Linked DNA regions of Pan troglodytes: regions 1 and 3 are each linked to region 2. Evidence: chromatin contacts called from public Hi-C data. All regions are on one chromosome and are shown on one strand. Each heading gives the region's core, a stretch centred on a gene start, on an enhancer-like site or on the middle of the called end of the contact. The rest is flanking DNA. Distances are from core to core; before and after follow the strand shown.

Region 1 (3,835 bases), core at 550-3,049, 160 kb before region 2:
ATATTTTCAAGACAGAGTCTTGCTCTGTTGAGCAGGCTGGAGTGCAGTGGTGCAGTCATGGCTCACTGCAGCCTCTACCTCCCAGGCTCAAGCAATCCTCCCTCTCAGCTTCCCAAGTAGCTGGGACTATAGGTGTGCCCCACCATGCCTTGCTAATTAAAAAACAATTTTTTTTTTTTTTTTTTTTTTTTTTTTAGAGACAAGGGTTCACTATGTTGCCCAGGCTGGTCTCAAATTCCTGGGCTCAAGCAATCCTCCCACCTGGGCTTCCCAAACTGCTGGGATTACAGGTGTGAGGCACCATGCCTGGTCCCATATCTTACTTTTCTTTTAAAGCAGACTTTAAGGCTCTTAAAATGCTATTTTCACATTTTAATAATCATAATTCAAGGACAGAATTAAGTTTTAAGCTAACAAATGACTATATTTATTAAGAAACTGAATCTCGGGCATAAATTTGCTAAATGTTTTTCCCTGCAACACATGTATAGTCATATCCCAAATACTATACTAAACAGATTGTTATGTAGCCTTTTTGAGACCAGCAGGGTTCTCATAGATTGCGATGCAGTCCTAGCCCATTCAGGCACAGACTTGGAATCTGAGAAAGTCAGGTTTATTAACCCGTTGCAATGAGGTAGACTGTACACCAGAGGACCAAAGGACAGTTTTTTGTTTGTTTTTCTGTGTGTGTTTTTTATTTTATTTTATTTTATTTTTTTGAGACGGAGTTTTGCTCTTGTCCAGACTAGAGTGCAGTGGCATGATCTGGGCTCACTCCAACCTCCGCTTCCTAGGTTCAAGTGATTCTCTTGCCTCAGCCTCCCAGTAGCTGGGATAACAGACGCCTGCCACCACGCCTTGCTAATTTTTGTATTTTTAGTAGAGACGGGGTTTCACCATGTTGTCCAGGCTGGTCTAGAACTCCCGACCTCAAGTGATCCGCCCACCTCAGCCTCCCAAAGTGCTGGGATTACAGGCATGAGTCACCACGCCTGCCCCCAAAGGACAGTTTATGTAGGATTTGGGGGAAGGGTGGAGATAAACTTTCAATGAAGCAGTGTTTTGACAACTCAAAGCAAAACAGGGCTTGTGTAAAAGAATCAATGTCAGGCCTGAACTGCAAAATGCCCTTAGAGTGTTGTTTCCTTGGAAACTGCAAAGTTTAGATGAGGAATGCTGTGTCCACAGATCCCCATTCGGAAGCCTTGGACTTGGCTTGTCAATTAAGGCTGCTTCTCTGTATTAAGGTGACTTAGAGTCACCTGGCCAAGAGTGGAACATTTCATTCTTACTGATAGAATTTCATACAGCAAAGTTTCTGATACTCTGTGATTTCCGAGAACAAAGGCTTTCAGTAAGAGAGCAGTGGTCATTCAAAGAAGACAATACTTTACAGCTGTAATGTGTCGTTGGGAGAGACGCTTTCTTCTTAATTTTGTAGATGCCTTTATGTGTGTCTGTTATCCTAATCTGGGCAGGGCAGAGTTTTAACTTTCTCAGTCCTACCAATTTTTCATCAGTGCTCATGTTACAATAAAGCAGGATCTGTAGATGAAACCAAAGCTGCCTGAGTGAAGCCTGTGGCTGGTTGGCCTCTGTTGCTGGCGTGGGCTGCTTGCCTTGCAGGGGTAATGGAATTGTGCGTAATGCTTACATATCTGGGCTGTGAGCTTCTTGCGACCTGGGCCTTTGAAAGATTCCATTTGTTCTACCAGTTCCCGGAACACACTGTTGAGACAACTCAGACATGAGTCATCGGGGTTGCTCCCAAGTTTTTACTGATCTGCAACTCTCAACAGATCCAAGATGGGGGTAGTGAGCGCCACCTGTCTCCTGACCAACTTGTCCTCACAATCCCAAGGGCTGTAAAGGCGCTAATGACTCTGGTTGTTGCTTGATTAGCAAATAATCATTTGCATATGTGTCAAAATCGGCTAACTTGAGCCTTCACGCAGAGCCTTAAGCCATGCTGTGAGCTACTTGCAGAATCTCTGGCCCCGCCTTCAAAAGCAAGGCCTCTCCTTTAGTGATGGAGGAAGCACTAATGCTTCCTCTTTGCACAAGCTCTGATGGGAAAATGTGATAATGCTCTTCCAGAACATCCTTAAATAAAATGCAAACAGGTAAGCAATAGTCATGAATTTCTCAACATTAGCACTTACAGAATCCAAAAGAAGTAGTCTCATGTTTAAATGAATTCTTAACATCTTAGACCACCTTGGTGTGTAATTCCTCTGTGCTGACGTAGAAGTAGCTAACATTAATGACTTTAAAGGCTCCCAAACGAAGTGGCTTTTCCTGTCCCCTGTTCTTGTGTTTTTGTTTGTTTGTTTTGTTTTTGAGACAGTTTCCCTCTGTTGTCCAGGCTGGAGTGCAGTCACCTGATCTTGGCTCACTGCACCATCCGCCTCCCAGGTTCAAGTGATTCTCCTGCCTCGGCCTCCTGAGTAGCTGGGGTTACAGGTGCATGCCATCACACAGGCTAATTTTTGTATTATTAGTAGAGATGGGTTTTCTCCATGTTGGCCAGGCTGGTCTCCAACTCCTGGCCTCAAGTGATCGGCCTGCCTTGGCCTTCTACTGCTGATTACAGGTGTGAGCCAACGCGCTAGGCTCTGTTCCTGGGTCTGTAAATTGCCAAACAGGTGGGAGTTCCCCAGGGTTCCCATGCATGTGCAGAAATGCCAGGTTTTGCAGGGCTTTAGGGACTAGGGCCAGAGTAATCTTTCTTCTTTTACTGAGTAAGCTGCTTTATAAAGTAACTTCGGCTTTTTTTTTTTTTGAGATGGAGTTTCACTTATTGTCGCCCAGGCTGAAGTGCAATGGCATGATCTCAGCTCACTGCAACCTCTGCCTCCCAGGTTCAAGAGATTCTCCTGCCTCAGCCTCCCAAGTAGCTGAGATTACAGGCATTAGCCACCACACCTGGCTAATTTTTGTATTTTTAGTAGAGATGGGGTTTCGCCATGTTGGCCAGGCTGGTCTTGAACTCCTGACCTCAGGTGATCTGCCCGCCTCGGCCTCCCAAGGCACTGGGATTACAGGCGTGAGTCACCGCGCCCGGCCAACTTTGGCTTTTAAGTGTTTAGCTTTTGGTTCAGAATTACTTTATTGAATCAAATATAGTGGTCCCTGCTTATTAGTCCCTGCTTCCCCCTTTTCTTCTTTTTTACCTAATAAAACCCTGCTTTACTCACCCTTCAGACCATCTACGAGCCTCAGTTGTCTTGGCCATGGGATGGACAAGGACCCCATCCTTAGCTGAACTAAGGAAAAGTTCTGCAACACAAGGCTGCCAAGATGGCTTTCCTTTTTTTTTTTTTTTTTTTTTTTTTTGAGACGAAGTCTCGCTTTGTCGCCCAGGCTGGAGTACACTGGTGTGATCTCAGCTCACTGCAACCTCCGCCTCCTGGGTTCCAGCGATTCTCCTGTCTCAGCCTCCCAAGTAACTGGAATTACAGGTGTGCATTACCACGCCTGGCTAATTTTTGTATTTTTAGTAGAGACGGGGTTTTGCCACATTGGCCAGGCTGGTCTGGAACACCTGACCACAGGTGACCCACCCTCCTCAGCCTCCCAAAGTGCTGGGATTACAGGCATGAGCCACTGCACCGGGCAAGACAGCTTTCCTCTATATGACGTGATAAATAATTCCTAGGGAGGATCACAGTCTGTCAAAATATATCATGTGCCTTCGTAGAGATTCCCAGAGAGCATTACACGGATGACACAGACTTGCGTGAAATGTGCCTTCCCCAGTGTGTTTTGTTTTTGTTTTTTTGAGACAGGGTCTTGTTTTGTTGCCCAGGCTGGGGAGCAATGGTACAGTCAG
Region 2 (3,651 bases), core at 1,122-3,621:
GCCTCCCAGGTTCAAGCGGTTCTCATGCCTCAGCCTCCCAAGTAGCTGGGATCACAGGCATGTGCCACCACACCCGGCTAACTTTTTGTATTTTTAGTAGAGACGGAGTTTCGTCATGTTGGCCAGGCTAGTCTCAAACTCCTGACCTCAAGTGATCTGCCCGCCTTGGCCTCCCAGGTACCTGTTTCAAAGATGAACTGTTTGTGGTTTATGGAAACTGAAGTCTGGCCCTCTAGGGTAGAGTTTGAAGGGACATCTTATTTCCTAGTCACAGGAAGTTTTCTTGCAAAAGTGGGATCATCTATTGAATTCAAACCTGTGTCCCTCATAGGTTAGAGCCTGTGTTCTGGGCCTTGTATGGTTCACCAATGTAATAATTACCTGGAAAGTTTGGATCCCTTCAACTCACACACCTCCACTACTCAGGTGTCAACAGTAAATGGGTCTCAGGATTCTCAAGGTGTGATGCTTTGGGGTGTGGGTGGTACCCACAAATCTGTTCTTGTAAAAACCTGAGTGGCCCTTAAAGTAAAAGTTTGAGGGGATAGAAAGGAAACCTCACCTTTGGGCCACACACCCTCCTTGCTCTTCTCTGGGTGTTCTTTTTTTTTTTTGAGACGGAGTCTCGCTCTGTCGCCCAGGCTGGAATGCAGTGGCGCAATCTCGGCTCATTGCAAGCTCCGCCTCCCGGGTTCACGCCATTCTCCTGCCTCAGCCTCCCGAGTAGCTAGGACTACAGGCACCTGCCACCACGCCCGGCTAATTTTTTGTATTTTTAGTAGAGACGGGGTTTCACCATGTTAGCCAGGATGGTCTCGATCTCATGACCTTGTGATCCGCCCTCCTTGGCCTCCCAAAGTGCTGGGATTACAGGCGTGAGCCACCGTGCCCAGCCTCTGGGTGTTCTTGTCTGAGAGGCAGTAGTGTCACTGGTAGTGGGGTTGTGACTGCAAGGTGTCCAGGTTCTTGACATTTTGAACAAAGAATTGGACAAAACGCCCACCAAAGCAAAGAAGCAACAAAAGAATGAAAGCGGGGATTTATTGAAAACGAAAGTACACTCCGTAGGGTGGGAGCGAACCCGAGCTGCGGCTCAAGAGCCCGGATACAGAATCTTCTTGGGTCCAAATACCCACTGGAAGTTTCCCATTGGCCACTTCATGCTCACCTCATGTAAATGAATTGGTAGCCTACAATCAGTCTCGTTGCAGAAAGCAGCCAACCAGAGGCTGAAGTTACAAAGGTCACTCCTGTGCAAACCTATCAGAGGCATTTTGCAACCAATCGGAGGCTAGGGTGAAGTTACAAAGTTATACTTCTATGTGCAAACGAAGACTTGGCCTGCAATCGGTCTGACTGGTTGTGGACCGCAACTATTCAGAGGCTGGAGTGAAGTTACCAAGTTGCAAAAGAAGACTCCACCTGCAATCAGTCTGATTTGTTGTTGACACCCAATTTCCCATTTGTCGTGCAGAAAAGGTCAAAGAGAGTAGCCTCTGGTCGTTTTGTTGCTTAGGTGTGGAAAGTTAGGGTTTTCCTTTCAATTTAGTTCTAGGAAGTCTGCGTGAAGGTTTCCTGCCTCCAGATCCTATTCTCCTGCCTCAGTAGGAGCCTTTTTAAACAAGCCTCTTGTTAAAAAAACAAAACAACCTCTAGACAATTTAAATTTAGCAGTTTATTTGAGCAAGGAATGATTCATGAATCGGGCAGCACTCAGAATTACAAAAGATTCAGAGAACTCTGCAAAGAAGCAGTGATATAGAAAACAAGTTAAAGTACAGAAATAGCCTGGTTGGTTGCAGCTCAGCTGTTGCCTTATTTGGCCTCGGGTCTGATCAGTTGGCAGCCTGTGATTGGCTGAAGCTGGGCTGCAGACTGGCTGAGACTCAGCTGTTTGTTATTCTCCCAAGTTAGGTTTTCAGTTTATGTGCTAAGTTAGGTTGCGGTTCATTACCTAGGAACTGAGAGTACAGAGAGCCTCAGGTCAGGGGCCTTTCTTATTTAACATTCTCATGATACATTTTTCTGCGTGAATATGCATTTAATACATGGACATGAAGCAAAGCTGCAAAGGGTGCAGCTTTTCTGGACCTGAAAAACAAGTTGGGTTAAAGCAGGTGAGGCTTCCCCCTCCCCATCGGTGTGTATATAGTTTCTTATCCCTGCCTCACCCTTCCTTCTGCCATTTGCCTTGGCAGTGTGATTTGTATCTGTGGTGCTGGTTGGGGCAGGTGAGGTTTAGTAGGGGCAGTTTATGAAGGCTTGTGTTTGCACACTCTGAGATTTTGGGCCCAGCCTGGGTGCCCCTGAGGACAGGTCTGAGCTGGTTCCAGGGTATGGCTTCCAATGCTGGAGCGTCCTGCTGCTCTCTGCTGCCCCCTGGGAGAATATTCTCACACTGCCGTTCCAGGTCAAAGGCAGGAAGACAAGGTATTAATAATTTCCAGGTGGAACAAACTGGGGGCTCGGCGTGAGAAGAATTTCACTGGTTAGATTCACGTATCGAGAAAAACACACAACATACCTAGAGACTATGGAAAAATCCATGCACTCCAGCCTCTTCATCTGCAGCTTTAATTCTCACTAAAGCATCCCCACATGTGATTGTTTCTGTTCCTTGTGTCCTGGCTTTAAGATCTCATTTCAAACTTGTCATTCTCCTTAATAATAAAAATCTTGTCAATCCCTTGCTGAAATCAGGTCTGTCCTATTTCTCAGATCTGTTAGTTTGGAAGTCCCATTTATAGAGGTGATAAGATTACGCATGGCTTGTCCTTAGTGAACCTTAGTGCTTCCTTTTCTAAAAGTGGGCATAGTGTACTGGTTACGAATATGAGCTCTGGAGTCAGGGGAGTCTCAGGCCCATCACTGAGAACGAGACTAATGCCTGCCTTCTGTGGTGAGGATGAAATGAGATGATATATAGAAAGCACTCTGTGTAGTGTCTATCTCATAAGCCAATGAATGTTGACTGTTTTGTTATTTCCTAAGTTCTTATAATTCATTCATTAGTTTGTTCCAGACTCTTGAATGGTCTCCAAGTCCTCTTAATTTGTTGACTGCATTCTTCATGATTTCTCCACTGTGATACTCTATGAGAAACAGCAGACACGCAGACACAAGCCTTGACCCAGTGGGGTCACAGTGGGTGGTGGGGAAAATCAGTCTCAGACCCAGTCATGACAGGGGTTAAAGTGAAGGTGCTTTTGGCAGATCACACATGTTCTGCATAAAAGCCAAATCTGCTCTGTTTCCAGTATGTCTAAACACTTCACCTTTAACAGTAAAAAACAAAAACATAAAAACTTTGCACCCTGAGATAAATCAGAAGTATCAGAGTCACCCTGACAGGCCTGGTCCCCAAATAATAAAACGTGAATGTTTATTGTAAACTTGGGCACCTTCCAAAACAAGCCCCCGGACCCCATATTTGCTATGTGGATGTTTAGAGCTATGGCGAGAGCTTTGTGAATACAGCAGTCAAGTGAGTAGGTTGCTGCTTTCTCACCAGAAACACGTGAATGGATATTTTGTAACTTTGGTAATACTGCACATTTTCCCTGTAAGTCCTTGTTATATTTTTTATTTAACCGACCAGTCCTTCGGAAGTCTGATTCTCTTGCTCTCTTGGAAGGTGAACTTTTCTTTCCT
Region 3 (3,370 bases), core at 774-3,273, 130 kb before region 2:
CAGGCTGGTCTGGAACTCCTGACCTCATGTGATCCACCCGCCTTGGACTCCCAAAGTGCTGGGATTACAGGTGTGAGCCACCACGCCCAGCCCTGAAAGAAAATCTTATTTAAGTTGTTGGCTCCAGTAACTTTTGGACATCAAGTTAAAAATTTCTTAGCTTCTCAAACAAGGTCCTTCAGAATATGGTCCCTGTTTGCTGTCTAGGCCCATCTCTTGCTACTGCATACACATTCTTTTTGCTCCAGCCACATGGAAGTTCTTCCAGTCTTCTAAAAACATCACAACTTCATCCTTAGAATGTCTGTCTCACCCTCTCTTCCCCAAGCTCATTCATTCTTCCATTTCTGCTTGTCCTTCAACACTCAGTTCAAGCACCATTTCTCAGAAGCCTTTCACAAGCCCAATCTGATTTTGTCTGGGCTATCTTGGTATCCTAAAGGATAGGATCCACAAAAATATCATTTACCACACCTCACTGTAATCCATTAACTTGCCTCTCTTCCCCAGCAGACTGGGTACTTTATGAAGGCAGGTCTCAGTCTATCTGGCTTGCTATCCCAATGTCTGGCACTTGATATTACTTACTGTTTTCTTTCTTTTCTTCTCTTCTCTTCTGTTTTCTCCTCTCTTTCTCTCTCTCCTTTCTTTCCTTTCTTTTGCTCTGCCACCTAAGATGGAGTGCAGTGGCACCATCCTGGCTCACTGCAACCTCGACCTCCCGTGCTCGAGCAATCCTCCCGCCTCAACCTCCTGAGTAGCTGGGACTACAGGTGCACGCCACCACCCCTGGCTAACTTTTTGTTATTTATTTACTTATTTTTTTTGGTAGAGACGGGGTTTCACCATGTTGCTCAAGCTGGTCTCGACCTTCTGGACTCAAGTGATCCGCCAGCCTCAGCCTCCCAAAGTGCTTGGATTACAGGCATGAGCTACGGCTCTTGGCCGGCACTTGATACTTTTAATGAATAGTTATTAACCATGAAACTTTTAAAGTTTAAGCAGTAGTATGTTTAACCTGGAAGATAGTATGTTTAACCTGGAAGACTTTTAACATTTAAACAGCAGGCCATTTAATTGTGGCAGTTCACATGCTACACCAGTGCATGGAGCTCCTTGTGGCCAGTGCAATGTTGCTGGCCCATCTGGCAGTGGGAAAATCTGGGCATCCAGGAGTGCATCTCTAGGAAGTATCACCAGCCCTCATACCAATCTCAAGCTGCCTGTCATCTGCAGAACCCACTAGATCAGCGCGCTTCTGGCCTTGACCCACTTGGTGGTTACCTACAGCCACTAAGAGGTGGGCAGATAGATGTTTTTGGTAAGCGGTCTCTGGGTTAGGGAGTGCATGGGTTATGTCCGTCTAGGTGGGTGTGTTTGTGTGTGTGTGTGTGCATGGGTGGGGGAAGGGAGGAAGGAGGCCGAATGTGCATCCCTTCTACAAGGACGCCTTTCCAGACCTCCTTATTAGGTGGCGTTCGCCTCCTCACCCTCTCTCAGCCCCTTATCTCCTCTTACACGGATCACGACTTGATTAATGCTTGTCTCCCAGCTAGGCCGCCAGCTGCACAAGGTAAGGAACCGAAGGCATTCCGGTTCTCCCTGGCAATCCTCCTTCTCAGAAGGATGCCTGAGGCATAACAAGTGTTGCAGAAATATTTCTTCCGCAAGCGCTCTCGGCCAGTGTGGATGGACCGAGCGCCCGCTGGGCTGCGCGGGCCCCGGGACCCCGGCCGGCACTGACGCCCCGCCCACCACCGGCCGGGCCGGGCGGGGTGGGGCGCGGCGCGGCTGGGCGCTCTCGCGGGGACCGTTCTCCGGCTAGCGTGGGCGATGCCCGGGCGGGGAAACGGGAGGGGACGACGCGACGCGAGGTAGCGGCCTGGCCAATGAGCGCGGGTCGGGCGGGGCTAGGGGCTGGCGGCCGGGGCGCGCGCGGGGCTGGGCGTGCCGCGGGTGACGGCGGGGCCGGGCGGGCCAATGGGCGCTGGGTGGCGGGCGGGCGGGCCTGGCGGCCGGGGGCTTTAGGACGTGAGCGGGCGGCCGGCCGGACAGACTGACGTGTGAGCTGCATCGCGGGAGGCGCATGGCGGGGATGGCGCTGGCGCGGGCCTGGAAGCAGATGTCCTGGTTCTACTACCAGTACCTGCTGGTCACGGCGCTCTACATGCTGGAGCCCTGGGAGCGGACGGTGTTCAGTATCCTGTCCCGGCCGCGCGCGCGGGGGCCGGGCTGGGGGCGCGGGCCGCGGGGCCGCATTTCCCAGGCCCCGGGCCTGGGGTGGAGGCTGGAGCGGCGGCCCCGCCGGTCCTGTGCGCGGAAGCCGGGGGGCAGGGGGAGGTCTGGGGGCCGAGGGCGGCGCTCGCGGGGTTAAGTGGGGGGTGGGGGAGACGAGAACTCTTGAGATCCGGGGTCACCTGTGAGTCGCTGGACGCAAGGGAGAAGCGTCTCGATTCCTGGAGGAAATCTCCGAAGGTGATGTGTAACCCTGTGTGTCGCCTGCACTTCGGCCGCAACTGCCTTTGGTTCAGTCCCCTGTTCCTGTAGGAGGCGGGGATCATGTAACAGTGGAGCACATCGCTCCCGGCTTGGACGCCTTTGACCTTTAAGTGTTCCTGATTTAGTTGGCTTTGGGTCTACCAAGAATTCTAATCAGTTAACTAGCTTTTAAGCCAGGTTCTGAATTTGTAGGCATGACACTCCAGTAGTTTTTGAAAGCAGTTTAAGTTATTGTATCTTTTTGGTCTTCAAGTTGGGGAGTTTTAAAAGTGTATTTATTGCTTCTGTGCACCGTCCGTAGAAGTCGGCCCGAAAAGTGGTGCAATTTGTGGTTAGTTGTCGGTAGGGTTTGAAACTGTTTTGGTGGATAGTTAATAAATTCTTGTTAATGACTACTGAGTGGTTACTATAAGCAAAGCATTTGTGCAAAGCACGTTGTCTGTATCTTAACTTATCTAACTTCGAGAACTTCAATTAATAACTCAGGGTTGTGAAGATAGGCTCCCTGAAAGTCTGATGTTTCTTGTCTCTGCTTGTCCATATTGACATCCTTTGATGATATTCTTGCAGATTAAATACTGATAATGAATGAGATGTAACTTTTAAAAAACTCAGGCCAATACAAAACAGGTATTTCACAAAACATGTTTAGTTTATCCACGTTCTCTCCTTTTCAGTGTGGTTTAGTTGGAGTAGCTTACTTCAGAATAACTTTGCGAATGCATTGTTGCATTCCAGTGAGTGACTGAGGTAATTTCATTCTAAGCCTTATCAAGTGTGTTTATTTGTTTTGAGATAGCTTAAGGTTGTACTCAAAGCTGAGTCTTTTGTTTAAGCACTTTTGAGGAATTTGAGATGCTTTCAAAGCAGT

The links. Hi-C and Micro-C count contacts between places; a contact is called where the count stands out from the background.
Region 1: a Hi-C map of stem cell-derived neural progenitor cells shows a contact between it and region 2, with 4 times the contacts expected there. The contact joins two enhancer-like sites. A contact is called at or near these places in 2 of 7 Hi-C or Micro-C datasets (induced pluripotent stem cells and stem cell-derived neural progenitor cells).
Region 3: a Hi-C map of stem cell-derived neural progenitor cells shows a contact between it and region 2, with 7 times the contacts expected there. The contact joins the promoter of SPTSSA here to the enhancer-like site in region 2. A contact is called at or near these places in 1 of 7 Hi-C or Micro-C datasets (stem cell-derived neural progenitor cells) and 1 of 1 datasets of contacts at active chromatin or transcription factors (stem cell-derived excitatory neurons).

The regions. Positions count from the first base shown.
Region 1 is chr15:32,722,210-32,726,044 of NHGRI_mPanTro3-v2.0_pri, reverse strand. No RefSeq gene overlaps it. Among named protein-coding and RNA genes, the nearest start is that of SPTSSA, 34 kb to the right of the region's middle. Within about 2 kb of position 1,799, at least 6 of the 24 cell types and tissues checked have an H3K27ac peak or open chromatin away from gene starts, as enhancers often do. A contact at or near this core is called in stem cell-derived neural progenitor cells, where this site is marked.
Region 2 is chr15:32,558,846-32,562,496 of NHGRI_mPanTro3-v2.0_pri, reverse strand. All of the region lies in intron 1 of LOC104001998 (a long non-coding RNA gene), which reads left to right. Among named protein-coding and RNA genes, the nearest start is that of SPTSSA, 130 kb to the left of the region's middle. Within about 2 kb of position 2,371, at least 1 of the 24 cell types and tissues checked has an H3K27ac peak or open chromatin away from gene starts, as enhancers often do. A contact at or near this core is called in stem cell-derived neural progenitor cells, where this site is marked.
Region 3 is chr15:32,688,518-32,691,887 of NHGRI_mPanTro3-v2.0_pri, reverse strand. It overlaps SPTSSA (serine palmitoyltransferase small subunit A), which reads left to right and starts at 2,023. Exons shown (of 2, transcript XM_016925987.4): 1 at 2,023-2,198. The coding sequence starts at 2,087.